3 separate regions of the Zea mays genome follow, and all the other regions are linked to region 3. A link is a contact called in public Hi-C data. All regions are on one chromosome and are shown on one strand. The core of a region is the stretch at or near the end of the contact, and the rest is flanking DNA. Distances in the headings are between cores, read along the strand shown. Region 1 holds the start of LOC100284839. Region 2 holds the start of LOC103640823 (long chain acyl-CoA synthetase 9, chloroplastic). Region 3 holds the start of LOC103640814 (WD repeat-containing protein 48).

Evidence for each region. Hi-C and Micro-C count contacts between places; a contact is called where the count stands out from the background.
Region 1: a contact with region 3 is called in a Hi-C map of tassel, with 7 times the contacts expected there. The contact joins the promoter of LOC100284839 here to the promoter of LOC103640814 in region 3. A contact is called at or near these places in 2 of 25 Hi-C or Micro-C datasets (endosperm and tassel).
Region 2: a contact with region 3 is called in a Hi-C map of leaf, with 8 times the contacts expected there. The contact joins the promoter of LOC103640823 here to the promoter of LOC103640814 in region 3. A contact is called at or near these places in 2 of 25 Hi-C or Micro-C datasets (leaf and tassel).

What each region holds. Positions count from the first base shown.
Region 1 is chr10:7,534,446-7,539,166 of Zm-B73-REFERENCE-NAM-5.0, forward strand. It overlaps LOC100284839, which reads right to left and starts at 1,554. Exons shown (of 9, transcript NM_001157734.2): 1 at 1,378-1,554; 2 at 783-936; 3 at 620-702; 4 at 452-511. The coding sequence starts at 897.
Region 2 is chr10:9,205,221-9,210,006 of Zm-B73-REFERENCE-NAM-5.0, forward strand. LOC103640823 (long chain acyl-CoA synthetase 9, chloroplastic) reads left to right here and starts at 1,946. Exons shown (of 12, transcript XM_008664290.3): 1 at 1,946-2,137; 2 at 2,995-3,524. The coding sequence starts at 3,075. It overlaps LOC100304399, which reads left to right. Exons shown (of 18, transcript NM_001165835.1): 15 at 529-585; 16 at 672-720; 17 at 903-969; 18 at 1,056-1,359. The coding sequence ends at 1,146.
Region 3 is chr10:8,524,281-8,528,851 of Zm-B73-REFERENCE-NAM-5.0, forward strand. It overlaps LOC103640814 (WD repeat-containing protein 48), which reads left to right and starts at 3,001. Exons shown (of 18, transcript XR_004853109.1): 1 at 3,001-3,306; 2 at 3,966-4,097; 3 at 4,238-4,396.

The DNA.
Region 1 (4,721 bases), core at 304-2,803, 990 kb before region 3:
GTGTTTATTTGAGGTCACTCCAAAAGAAATAGCGAATTTGTAACAAAAAGACAGTTCACATTGAGCATCCCCCTTCCAATGATTGCAGGTGGGTAACTACTAATCGGACATGCAGAAACATTGAAATGTGTTAACAGCTTAACTCATGCCCACAGAAACATATGTGTAAGCATATGATTGAAGCTTAAAAGGCTCAGGGTCTATGATGTCCTATCACTGTTCTAGACAGCTTGGCATAATGTGATTAATGTGAATGTTCATAAAACAAATACTATACTGTTGATCCTTTCATAAAACACAACTAGAAAAATAATGTGACACAAATAGCAAAAAAACACAATATATTTGGCAAGAACAGACTGAATTCCATGAAGTTTTCAGCAGTGAGCTTTGGTTTCATGACAACAAAATTTTCACTGACAAAATATATATAAGGATCCAGTGGGCATACCCGGTCAGCAAACATGCTATCCTTTCTGTTGGTCTTAAACAAGGCTAATTGGAATTCATCCTGCAGATAATACATCAAAGCTCCAAGGAGAGATCAGACACAATGACTTCATGGAAACAAAGTTGTCATTCACTGCCACTTCACACTAAGAGCTTAGAACCTACAAACCTTGTTAATCAAGCCATCATCAACCACAGCACTGCTAATCTTCTTGAACAGCTCATACAGAGCCTCGATTTCATTCACATTAACTGCAGAATAATGAAAATCCACTGCTGAATAAACGGCAACAGATATGAAAACAAGCATAGCGAGAGTAAAAAGAGCATACAAACAGTTTCTCTAGCCAGGCGTTCGGGGTCCTCGAGGCCCTTTGGCCGATTGGGTATGTCAAGGTCGCAGCACTTGAGCAGGGCAGAGGCGAGCCGTCGAACAAAGTCCACCATTGCACACTCCACGAATATCCAAATCAACACTTCTCCTAGCTGCAAATGACCAAGAAGTGGGTCAGGCCTCAGGGCCTACCACCGCAGCGCACGAGCAATTTCCACGACCGGATGACACCACCCACAATACCCACCCAGTTCCCCCTTCCGATTGGAGCAAAATCCCATAAAAACAGGGAACCAATCACTTCCCCGCTCAGGATCACCGGATCACAGCACAGCTGGAGGCACGCAAATCGTAATCCCGACCGACGACCCGATACCTCGGACACGGACACGAAACCAAGCTAGAAACGGATCCCGCAGCCGCCGAAACGCCGTCGCAAGCACGCACCACCGCTGGTCCGCATTCTCTCCGCGGCTCCCGGCTTCCACGCGCGAAAGGCACGGCCACGGGATCCCGCCGCATCGGAGTCCCCGGCCAGGGGAGGGGGGCGAGATGGGATTCGTGCACGAAAAGAGATCGGTAGCAGGCCTCACCTCATCGGGGATCCTGGTGGATGGAGGCGGGCTGTTTGCGCGTGGAGGGTCGGAGGGCGGGGACCGGCGGTGAGAGGTTGCGGAGGCGGGGGAGTGCGTGGCCGCGAGAGGAGGGAGTGGTGAAACTCGAGGGAGGGAGCGAATCGTCGGAGGAGGAGCGCCACGTCAACGGTTCCTGAGGATGTCGTTGGTATGTTCTCCTCGTGAAACCCCGTCCCACATCCCGGGCACATTCCTGGGCCGATAGGTAGATGGGCTTCCGTGACAGGATGGTGGCAACCTCCGTGACCCGTGGACCCAGCGAGAGTAGGCCATGGTTTCTCCATTGGGTATCAAGATTTGAGCTGGGTCAGATCTAGAGATGGCAACGAGTACTTATCCATCGGGTATTGCATACTCATATTTATACCCATAAAAACAAAATCTACCCGCCATAATATCCATACCCGGCCACGGGTAGAAAGTATAGCCACACCCGTACCCGAGTGGATATTGACACCCGATGGGTAACCCATACCAGATTAGCACCCGACAAAGAGTAACAAATTACACATTTAAATAGTCACATATAGACAAGATATAAGCTCAAATCGCTCACAAGCCATAATCTAACATATTCACATGAGTTCAAAAGTTACATGTTTAGTTACAGCCTACATGGCCACATCAGCCTTGGGGATATTGCTATCGTTTGGCTAACCATGTTGTTCAGCCATATTTTTCGATCAAACAGGATGCCCGATGAGTGGAGCAGTACATTAGTATCAATCTTCAAGAAGAAGGGAGATATTCAAAGTTGTACCAACTATCAAGTGATTAAGCTCATGAGCCACACTATGAAACTATGGGAGAGAGTTATTGAGCATCGCCTGAGAGGAATGACGCATATCATCATGAACAAATTTAGATTCACGTGTGGAAGGTCAACCATGGAAGCAATTTTCTTAATAAGGCAGGTCATGGAGCCACATAAGGAGCAGAAGAAGGACTTGCACATGGTTTTTATCGACTTGGAAAAGGCCTATGATAAAATACCTAGGAATCTAATGAGGCGGACATTGGATAAGCATAAAGTCCCTATTGTAGTTTTAGAGAAATAAGTGACATGTTTCCAAAATATTTAAATAAATTAAATATTCTAATTTCGAATAAGACAAGCATATAACTCAGATAAATAACATGTGTAATTATAACAGCAATGAACAGTAGCATTTCTAGGACATGAAAACATGTAACATAGCTACTCAAGTTCATTTGAATATTAAACATGGCAAGTAGATGAAGAAGGCAGATTAAACACATAAACATGATTGTTTATATTAAAATATTGCTCTCAAAATAGCGGGTTGCTGCACTAAACAGCCCTCCAACGCTAAGTGGTGATCAGAGATCCTTGACTAACGTGACAGTCCTACCTTATCAAATTAGGGTTTTAGAACAAATATAATGAGCCTAGAATTCAAGCATGAATTCCAAAGTAAAGAACTGAGCAGTAAATAAAATAACAGAATTTAACACAGGTAATCAACCTCAACAAAGAGAGATATAACTAAGCACAAATATATATTTAATGCTGAAAATAACAACACACTAAAACTCAGACTGTCACTTTGTCTCACTACACCGCTATCATCATCGAGCACATAAATCCGCCCACAAATTGTGCAATCACACCCAAGTAAATAATACTAGCAAATTGCACAAAATTACTCAATAAATAAAGAGAGTCAATGGATAACTCACAACACATAGATTGTCTACGTGGGAAGACCAGCTCAGCGAACACAAGGTTCTATCCCAGAAAACCAATTCTGTCGTCCACGTCCGGACCTGCACGGTGGGAGGTTGACAGAGATACTAGAGCCGCTGTCGGAGCCGAGGGAGACATCCACGACACCAGTCCGAGAAGAGGAACACCGCACAGCAGGGAGCTCAAGCACCAGGCCACGATGGACAGAGACTAAAGAAGAACTGTAGCACCACACAGGTGCACGATACCGGCAACAGAGCACAGGTATGCCAAACTCGACGAGCATAGAGGCAACTCTTCCCTCTTCCGCTTGCTCACCAGTGAGACGCACACCAGAGAACGATCGAACTGGTAGAGTTCGTCATCGGGTCAGCAAGCCACGAGAGAGGAGGAAGAATAGCAGTATGCCGAGTGAAGCAGAGGAAGAGCCAGGGACCCCCAGCCAGGGGATAGCCCGCCCATCTTAAGGAGCCGACCTCGAGGAGGTTGCGCAGGGGCGGCGTGGAAATCGGTCGAGCGCCAAGCAGTTGAGCGCCGCCACCCGAGCAGCGGCTGAGCTGCTCGCTCTCCCGTGCCGTCTGCGGCATCAGCCTGCCCTAGGGACGTGCTGGCCGGTGGGCTGCTCGGCCACCAGGCCTTGTAGCGGCCCACCCGGCTGGCCTCCCTTCTCTTTTTTTGAATTCATTTCTCATATTTTCATTATTGAAAATAAAGGGAAAACCCCAAAATGAACAGCAATCCCCACCATTTTCACTCTTATTTTCTGATCAATGTCATTGAGCTCCCGTACTGTTTATATACTACTTTTCGGCAGAGGTACTTGTTAGGTTTCAACCAAAACCTATCCCAGTGTACTCCAACCTTGCACGAGTAAGCGGAGGACTACGCCTTGATCCACAAACCCTAGTGTGAGAATCTTCGCACAAAAGGCACATAGTACTAGGCAGATTATCTGCTTCTCTTACGAGGCGGGGCGTTACGGTCATGCCCTTTGATATCTATTCATGAGCTCACTAGAGAGAAAACTCCATTCTCTCCCGGACTGCGACCCCACAGTCAGCTCATACAGGTGAAATCATTAAAGAAATTCTGTAGGACAATTTCCCTGCTTATAGCATTGACTTCATTAAGAGCATATCGCTCAACCTGCCATACAGATAGAGCACAACAGCTCATGAGACTCTTTGTCTTTTGTGCTCTTGGTTCCACAGTGCTTCGTTTCCTAGAGCCTAGATCTCGGAACCTTCGGTCGCATAAGACAGTTATCTGCACTTGAAACCGCTAACAGGGTACGAGTCCCATTCCCATGCACGCTACTTGGATTGGCTTTTAAGCCAGTCCTTTGGTGAAAGGATCAGCAAGGTTCCTTTCAGACTTAATGTAATCTGCGGTTATTACACCCGTCTCTCTAGCATGCCGACATGAATCAAGTTGTCTTTTGATATGCCTCGAGGATTTTTGGTTGTCCTTTCTATTGTTCACTTTCAGCAACACAGAAGTGTTGTCACAGTATACTAGGACAACCGGTATCGGCTTTGCTAACATTGGAAGGTCTGACAACAGGTCTCTCAACCATTCAGCCTCCAATGCTGCT
Region 2 (4,786 bases), core at 696-3,195, 680 kb after region 3:
CACCTGCTCTGCTCAAGCCTCCCCTGACTCTTCTGAATGCTATATCAGTGTATCACATCATCACTCTTGATCTGTAGTGATCACTGTATATATGTTGACGTTAAATGGGCATATTACTGGGGCAACATGTGAGTAGGGTGACAGCAAGTGCAAGTAGACAGGGCCAGACATGCCCAGGCAGGGTGTAGGACACTGATGGACAAACTCACAAGCACCGGGTATGACAATGGTGAGTGTGCACTAGTCCAGATCACTGTGGTGGAAGGAACGAGCATGTAGGCCTGCTGGTCAGAGGTTTGTATCCATATATAGGGCAAGGTGTGATGGTGATAGGTGGGTGTGGGTGTGAATTGCGATCCTACTTCAACGGTGGCAGGCTGCCCTGATTGTGCGCACATATGCATGCAATGACAATGTTCTTGAGTGCGGACTTTGGTGCACTCTTTGGATTATTGTTGTCTAAAGTATCCTTTCCTTAGATGATGAGAAGCTCTAAATTCTAAATTAGTAAAACTGCTTCGTTTACAGGCTGTCCTAGGTGGAACTGTCACGGTACCAACCCTCACTGGAAATGTTACAGTCAAGGTATGCATTCTTCACTCTTCTGAATTTTCAAATTCTTGTTGCATGATTTCTTAAAGGTTACCTTGCTTGTCGTATTATTTGTCCAGGTTCGTCAAGGTACCCAACCTGGAGAGAAGGTCGTCCTCCGGGGCAAAGGTCGGTTACTAGAGTTACAACAAAACCCTTTTTTAATGGATTCTTTGATTAGTTCAGCATTCACTCTGGCCTTTTGCCCCTTGATAACTGGTGAAAGAGAAGATATTGGACAGTAAATATTAGTTTTTCTATTCTTTTGTTGAATTGATAGTATTGTAATTAACATTTTATATACTTTTCAGGAATAAAAGCGAGGAACTCGCCAGTGTTTGGGAATCAGTATGTACACTTCAATATCAGGGTTCCGACGTATGCCTCTTCACCTGCAGCAGATCTTCATTTCTATTTTATTATTCAAAGAATTGAGGTAATCACGATGATTTTCCTGTTTCCAGGGATGTGACGCAAAGGCAGAGGGAGCTGATAGATGAGTTCGATAAAGAGGAGTGCGCAGACCGGGAAAGACCTGCGGTTGCCTCCGGATGAAGTTTTTGGTTCAACCATTAATTAGTTTTAGCACCACACTAGTTTGATGCCCTCAATTTCTCCAACCCGCCATAAGGTGCTGTAGGCACCAAAAGCTTATTGTAACATTTGAATCTTATATAGCATCTACCCAGTGTGTAACGTATACATTACGCGCTAAATTATTGTACCATTTTCGATTTTTAAACAGAAAAGATAGCGGGGGTTGTCTTCACTCTTCAGTAACATTCTTTTGGGGGTGTGGTTGTGTGCCAAGAATGAAGAGAGGGGATATTGGCAGGAGAAAGTGTTTTTGAATTTAATACGAATGTCATGGTACCAATTTTGTGTCATCAAAATTATGTATCACTAGAGTAGCTGTTATTAAAGGCAATCCTAACAACGAAATAACCATTATAATTTCAACGGAGAGATTACCCTCTGACATTCAGTCGGTCGAGTATATGTGTATATGTGGTGTACTGTTTTATAAATGTATAGGCAAAAATGATCTAACCAGTATAATCAAACTATCAAAAGTTATAAATTTTCTGGAAGAAATTATATATTTTTAAAAAATAGATATACCTTATTATTTACTCTATTAATATATTAAAGTTAAATTTAAATTTATTATAGGTAAATATATATAAACATTTCTAATATTTTTTAATTCTACATATTTATATATTTTTTCATTTTTTATAGAATAGATTAGAACTTGAAATTGGCAAAGCGGGCTGCAAAATGCGGCCCATTATGTACGCTTTCAGGCCGGGCTCTATAGCCCGCTTATCCGCTAAGGAAGGGATTGGATTCGATGGGGCCTGATGGAGCGGAAAGCCAGCCGCAGCCGCCAGCAGGCGAGAGCGACATAAGTGGCGACTGGCGAGAGAACCAAACCGGAATGTGTGACGACTGACGACTGAGGTCTGACGAGGCGTAAACCTCGCTGACTCGCCCTGCCGCCGCCCCGCCCCGCCCGCGCGTTCTCCGCCGTCGTCCCCGGAAGGTTCGGTGCCACCGCTCCTTCTCCCTCTCTCATTGTTGTCGTCGCGGTGTGGAAGTGCGCTGTCCAGGTGGACGGGGGTTGGCCGGTTGGGGGTAGTGACGGCGGCCTGGGCGCGATCTGAATCACTCTCGGGGGAACTCGTGGGGTCTCATTACTCGTTGCTAATGCTTTGTATAATTGTTCCATGTTTACTGCGCCGTGCCTGTGCCTGTGCCTGTGCTCTGTAATTCTCTCAGAAATTACTACTGAATTAGCATGCTATGTCATGAGCTGAGACAGTTGTATATATTTAATATAAAACCAGGAGTGGAGGAGATGGAGGAGGGAGAACAAGTACGTATGCACTATAGTCGGTGATGTAGCACTTCGCAAGTACTGTCGAAAGAAGCTTGTTCCACTTGACTCCAACCGTTTTTTTAGTTTTAAAAATAGTACCATTCCAACTATTCTTTCCTTATCTTTCCTTTCCTTTTTCAAAAACTTGTCCAGTAACTTTTATCACTGCCCACTAACTTTTGGGTAACCCGTAACAAAGCAGGAGGGATGCTTGTGTTAAGTTCAATTCTATAATGACAATGAGAGTATGAGTATTAAATGCATACAGGGGAAAGCTGTATTAGAAGGTATAAATGAATAGCTATACAGACTGCACTACTTGACTTTACTGTATTGGATATAATGGTGTAAAGTCAATCGGTCCATTTTCTGTCCCTAAGTGGAGTGGGTGCGCTTACTCTGTTCACCAGGTCAGATAACATGACTAATCGTGCACTTCACCTCTTCTTTACAAAGTCACTTTGATATCGCAACCTAGACCTGAAACCTTGAAAACTTCTCACTGTAATACTTATCTGCAGGTTTTTGCCTCAGGGCATGTGGATCTGTTAGTTCACCTGCTGCAAGCAAGTATAGCTATAGGGTTGACCAGTGCAGAAGTATGAATCCTTACTTTGTTGGGATTCTTGTCCCCGTCGCGGTCTCCCTGCTGCTCCGCAAGAGGAGAAAGGCCCAAAGGATGAGGGGAGTGCCAGTTGAGGTTGGTGGGGAGCCTGGATATGCAGTCCGTAACTATCGTTTTGAACAACCTGTTGAGACACACTGGGAGGGGGTGTCCACACTTGCTGATCTGTTTGAGCAATCTTGCAAAGAGTATGTATACATGCCACTCCTTGGCACAAGGAAGCTCATTTCAAGGGAAACTGAAGCAGCACCTGGTGGGAGATCGTTTGAGAAGCTGCATCTGGGCGAGTATGAGTGGAAGTGTTATGCAGAGTGCTTCAAGAGCGTTTGCAACTTTTCATCTGGACTAATTAGAGTAGGTCACCAGAAGAATGAACGTGTTGCTATTTTTGCTGAGACACGGGCTGAGTGGCAGATTGGGTTGCAGGTATTCTTTTTTACCCTGTCATTTTACAGATAGATTTATAGACCGATTTGTGGGCTTTATTTCTCTTCACATGCGACTGCCACATGTTTCTTCAGTAAATTGAAGGAACCAGCCACTTCATATCTGGGATGCATCTAATGCAGAAATACATATTTGGAGTGTGAACTATGCCTGGACTATGCAAATTCTCAGTTCCCTGGACCGGATTACTTATAATTGTAGGTTACTAAGTGACATGCACCACTGAGACTTGTGTTAAAATATCTACAGGCTGAATTGTTAATTTGTTATTCAGCTTATAGATGATTTCCTACACCACTTAGGGTTAGTTTGGCAGCCGATAGTAATTAATCCAGGGATAAAACCCCCACGCTGTAGGATTCCATGGACAGCTAGAGCCCGGGAGAGATATCCCTGCACAGTGGAATTCCCTTTTGCTCTTTGGAACCGAATGGCCCAGGGAAGCTGCACATGGTGGAACAGAATACTACTCTGCTCCTTTGCTCGTTAGAACAGAACCACTATAATCCACCAACAGGATAGATGACGCCTTGTAGCATACATGACTTGAAACCAACACAGCAAAATAATAATCTATATAAATCACAAAGTTTGTATCAACCCAACAAGATAAAAAAATGTCACATGGATAATCATAATCAAATCGTTTTCTGTTGACACAGTTCTGGAAAATTCAGGAAAAAAACATCATGACGTTAGCCCGTACAACAGACATTTTGGAGAGATACAAGTCACATAAACAGACTATTAAAAATGCAGTGCATTCACTGCATTGTAGCATAGCAGCTGTCCATGCCTATCGTCCAAGATTTTAGAACCAATGATCATTTCGAATAGGAAATAACAATAGTTGAGAGGTGGTTGTTGTTGAGGTAGGGATAAATCAACGAACAGATTTCTACCTAGACCATGAGGGTAAGAAAGAAACCAAGAGGAGGAAATCACCACTAGGAAATGCTAGGACCAAGCGAGCAGACGACCATGAGGGAAGTGTTGTGCGGGATGCTTTATAGCGTGGGTAGAACAACAGCACGCGTTCGAGAAGATCCAGAGTCAGTTCTACCACGATCCCCAGGCCTCAACAACATGTGTTCGTCACCGTCGTCCCCAGACCCCGAAATACAAGCTGCCGCGCTCGCTCCTACCATCCGTCCAGCCCACGTTCGTCGCCATCCAAGAAGAAGGAGCGAAAACAGAGAAAATAAATCCTAGCAAGACCAAGAAGGTGCGGAAGAGGTTGG
Region 3 (4,571 bases), core at 1,751-4,250:
TCAAGCTCATCATATCTCTACTTCTTATTTTTTTTGCAGGTTTGATATCAGGTAAACATCTGCTATTCGACACTTCTGTACAGATAAGCAGAAAGGAGCAGGTCCTCATTTTTTTATATGTGCAATGTTGCTTTCATGCTACACGAGAGGGGTGAATGCTAGTTGTAAAACAATGGATTATTTGAAATAATGCAGATGAGATTTTCACAATTGTTCTTATGTACTGCAATATTTGAAATAAACAGCCCTTGCAAGATGTTAGGGTCCTCCTAAAACATATGAATGGCCATTAGATTAGTCTAACATTACTCTTTAGGCTTCCTGGACCATGTAAGCAGTCTTTCACAAGTCCACGATGACTTTATTGAAAATATGGAGTTAGCACACATAGGTAGAGATAGTAATTGAGTGGTAGCTGTTAATTCTTGAACTATTGAATTTGGCAAGGACATCAGTTATTGAATTTGGCAAGCAAAGATTTATCCCTGATTTGGCAAGGACATGTTGCAGGAATTTACATGCATGGCGTCTGTTTTCCATATTACTATACTGGTAAACTAAAGCTACAAACATGGAGACAAGCATATTAACTCATTTAATGCCACATTCACAGGTGATATCCTCGAACTTTAGTTTTAAATGATATCAGTGCCAGCTTCCAATGCTTATTATACTTGTTTGCATATTGATATATTTGTTCAAGTTCTTCAAGCTGATGGTGCTAAGTGTGCTCCCTTCCTACTTTCAAGCTTATAGTCTTGTTTAAATGGAATTGTTTTGCGCAGGAGGTTTGCTTTTGGAAACATCTTCAGTGCTAATTTGAGACAAGCTCCTGCAAGGCAAGCTGCACTGGACACAGGGATACCAAACACTGCTGTTTGTGCTTTTTATGATTGAGGAATACTTGAAGAATCGTACTTGAGGTCTTTATCTTGTGCTGAGATGCATGTTCTTTACCTACCGAACATCAGGTGTGTAAATTCATCATCATTTACTTGTTGTTAGTTATATTATGATGTAACTCAGCAAATATCATTTGTACATGTATATTAGACCCCTCCACTACCTTGCTGACGCATGAACCAGAAGACATGTTAGACTTTGTCGAAACCCTCTTCGCTAGTGGAGGTATCGACCATCACTCGTCACAGTACCCCGATGGCGGTCGGCGATCGTGAGCTTCCATGTTATGTATTGTGATACTTGAGACTTTCATTATGACTATATATGAGATATTGTCTCTTATTAGTACTGGATGAGATGTGTCTTATTATGACTATGGATGAGACTTTTATGATGTAATTGATGAGACTATGGATTCAAATATTGTTATGTGATTGTGTGTGAGATGTTTTATGTGAAAATATGTTGTGCTATATAGTATTGATATATTTGTTATGTTGTGGAATGTGGTGTAAAATAAAAATAAACAACATTTGTAATGCTGGTCAAATTAACTTCCTAGATGCCAACTGGGTCGTAGGAAGTTAGCCAGCTAACTTCCTAGGGGCTACAGTCAGCCGTAGGAAGTTAGTCATAGGAAGTTAGTGAGCTGACGGCGCTGACAGCGTGAAGCTACTAACTTCCGAGAACCTACTAACTTCCGAGAGGCTCATTTGGCTGTAGGAAGTTAGCTAACTTCCTAGAGGGCTCTAGGAAGTTAAGCTAACTTCCGACAAAAAAAATTTCGAGAGCCAAACTTTCGACGGGATGGCTTTACTTCCGAGAGTTTAGCTAACTTCCTAGAGTTTAGGGCTAACTTCCTAGGGTTTAGGCTCTAGGAAGTTCACTATTTTGGTGTAGTGGGATAGATATCCCCTAGGTCCACTAAAGGAATAAAAGACCTCACGAAAGGCCCAAGGGCCCAATAACTCGTAAGGTCATTCTTTCGTGGGCCTGGGGTGGAACAACCAGCAAGGGGGAACGACATGAGGCCGATTGGTGCAAACCCGAGCGGCCCACATCGTCGAGCGAATGATCGCAACAGAGACCCGATTTTCCCGCGCGGGAGCCCCCATGCAGCGGAGCCGTGCGAGGATAAGTCGGCGAGGATCACGCAGGATAAACTCGAGAGGTTCACTATCTTTTAGTTACTTGTTGTTATCATACCCACATGTGTTGCCCCACGGTCGAATATATAAGGCCTAGGGGGCACCCCTTCAGAACGATCGACCCTATCTTACTTAGCCACCCACGTAAACTCTCTGTGCCTTCAATCCAGAGAGCCCTCTTGTAACCACGCTCGTATACTCACCAGGACGTAGGGTGTTACGCATCTCTAAGCGGCCCGAACCTGTAAATCTTGTCCACTGTCTCTCGTGCGATCGGCACGAACCATTTTGCTACAGTCGTTGACACCGTCCTACTCCTAAAAACACCTTGAGGGGCAACCCCGGGTGTGCGGTCGGACCCAAAACACCGACACCGGGCCCAAGGGCCGGACCGTCCGCTCATTTTGGTGTCCAACAGGTCGCCTTTTAATATATTGATCAGGTAGCTATGACCGAAGAAAATGCACGCCCTCTATATACTACCTACATTCACAAATATATGACACAATTGAACTTTTTCGAAAACTTTGACCACTCGTTTTATTCAAAATATTTACTCAATAATGTAAAACTTCAAGTAAGCACAAATTATCTTAAGTGATAAAACAAATCACAAAAAATGATAACTTATTATTTTTTGAATAAGATGAGTGATCAAAGTTTTTTTAAAAAGTCAACGACGTCATATTGAACAGAGGGAGTATTAGAGTTCTATTAAATATTTATATTATTTCATTATAAAAGTCGGTGGCTAAAGTTCGTATTTTGGGAACAAATCAAGTTAATTAATTTATTATTTTTCCGAAAGAAGCGGGTAGGACACGAACCAAAAGCAGGTAGCTACGGGACCCCGCGATTTTAGCAGATCGCAGCACCGGCCCGCGCACACCCACCAAACCCGGCCCGCTACTGAAGTGACGTCACTCAAGTGTCCACGGCCCGGCCCACCCAGTCATAGCTAACTACACGACACCCACCTGTCTTCCTCGGCTCCTCCACCCCGGTCCTCTCCTGCCGCGTCGCGTTCGCCCCTCGCAGCGGGCAACTCCCACCGCCGCCGCTTCGCATCCGCCCATCTGCTTCCATCGTCTCACGGAGGTCGCTCACTTCGCCGCCGCCCGCCCCGCCTCTCCCGGTGCCACGGGGCCCTCGGCCGCGCCGTGGCGCTTAAACCCTAGATCTGTGCCTCCGCGCTGGCCGCGGCCGCGTCCCGACGCCGGCACGCCGCCGATCGCCGCACGTCGCTCGATCCCAGGTGACGATCGATTGCTGATTGCTGCGGATCGCGTACCGTGGTCACGCTGCTTAGTTCAGCTCTAACAACTGATCGCTCCTCCTCCACTGTTACCGATTAATGGCTTGATCGGTGCCGAGTCTGTTTTAGGTCGTGCCCGGCTCTCTGCTCGGGCGGCACGTGTGGTCCGGTGTTGCAGCGGATGTAGAATTTTGACCTTGTTCTCTAGCTGTGAATGACAGTATTATAGGCACAGACTTATAGATTGATGTGCGTTTTGCGTTGAACTGCTCATCGAACAGATGCTCCCAATTCGGTAGTTTATGGCTTGTTTGGATACATGCGTGAAGTTTTCAGCTGATAAGATTTTAGGAAATGTTGTTTTTGGCATTAAGTGTTTTTATAATGTATGGGTCTAAGGGAGGCCCAGAGTGTCTACCTTCCGTTATTTTGATCTCTGAATTGCCGCCTTTCACACGAAGGGCGGTCACGCGTGTCACGTGAAGGGTGGTCACATGATCTGCAGCATAGCACTACTAGATGTTGGACCTTAGTGTATCTATGCACAAATTTTCTGATTAGATACTTGCTGAAAGCTATTTCTTCTTGCGCTATGATGGACCATACTAGCTATTTTGTGATTCTAGCGCCCTTACAAAATATTTATCACTGCTTTGCAGGTTTTGCCGCTCGAGTTTAGATAAGTTCCTTCAATGCATCGTGTTGGGAGTGCTGGTAACACAGCTGGCTCGACTCGACCGAGAAAAGAGAAGCGCTTCACATATGTACTCAATGATGCTGATGATAAAAAGGTATGTTTATATTAAATAAGCTAGCTCTTTCAGTTTTTCCCTTTAGATCTAGCTTTTCCTAGGTACTCTATATACATTCGAAACAATTCATATTCCACTCAATGGCGATGATAATGCATTCATTTCTGTTTGTTTTTCAGCATTGTGCGGGGATCAATTGCTTGGCTTATCTAGATGGTTCCATATTTAGTACAAGTGATCATCTTTTTAGCGGGAGCCGTGATGGTACCTTGAAAAGATGGGAATTAAATAATGGGGATGCAAGCTTCTCAGGAACTTTCGAGTCTCATGTTGATTGGGTATGCTTTTTTCTGTTTTTAATAATTAGGCTTACTGTTTCATCAATCAGTGCTTTAAATATCCATTATGTTTATAAATTAGTTATGTTTATGTTTAACATGGTGTCTGTGGTCTATTATTTGGATCCAAAGCTTAGCACATTTCTAGTGTCCATATATTTTAGCATCAACATTC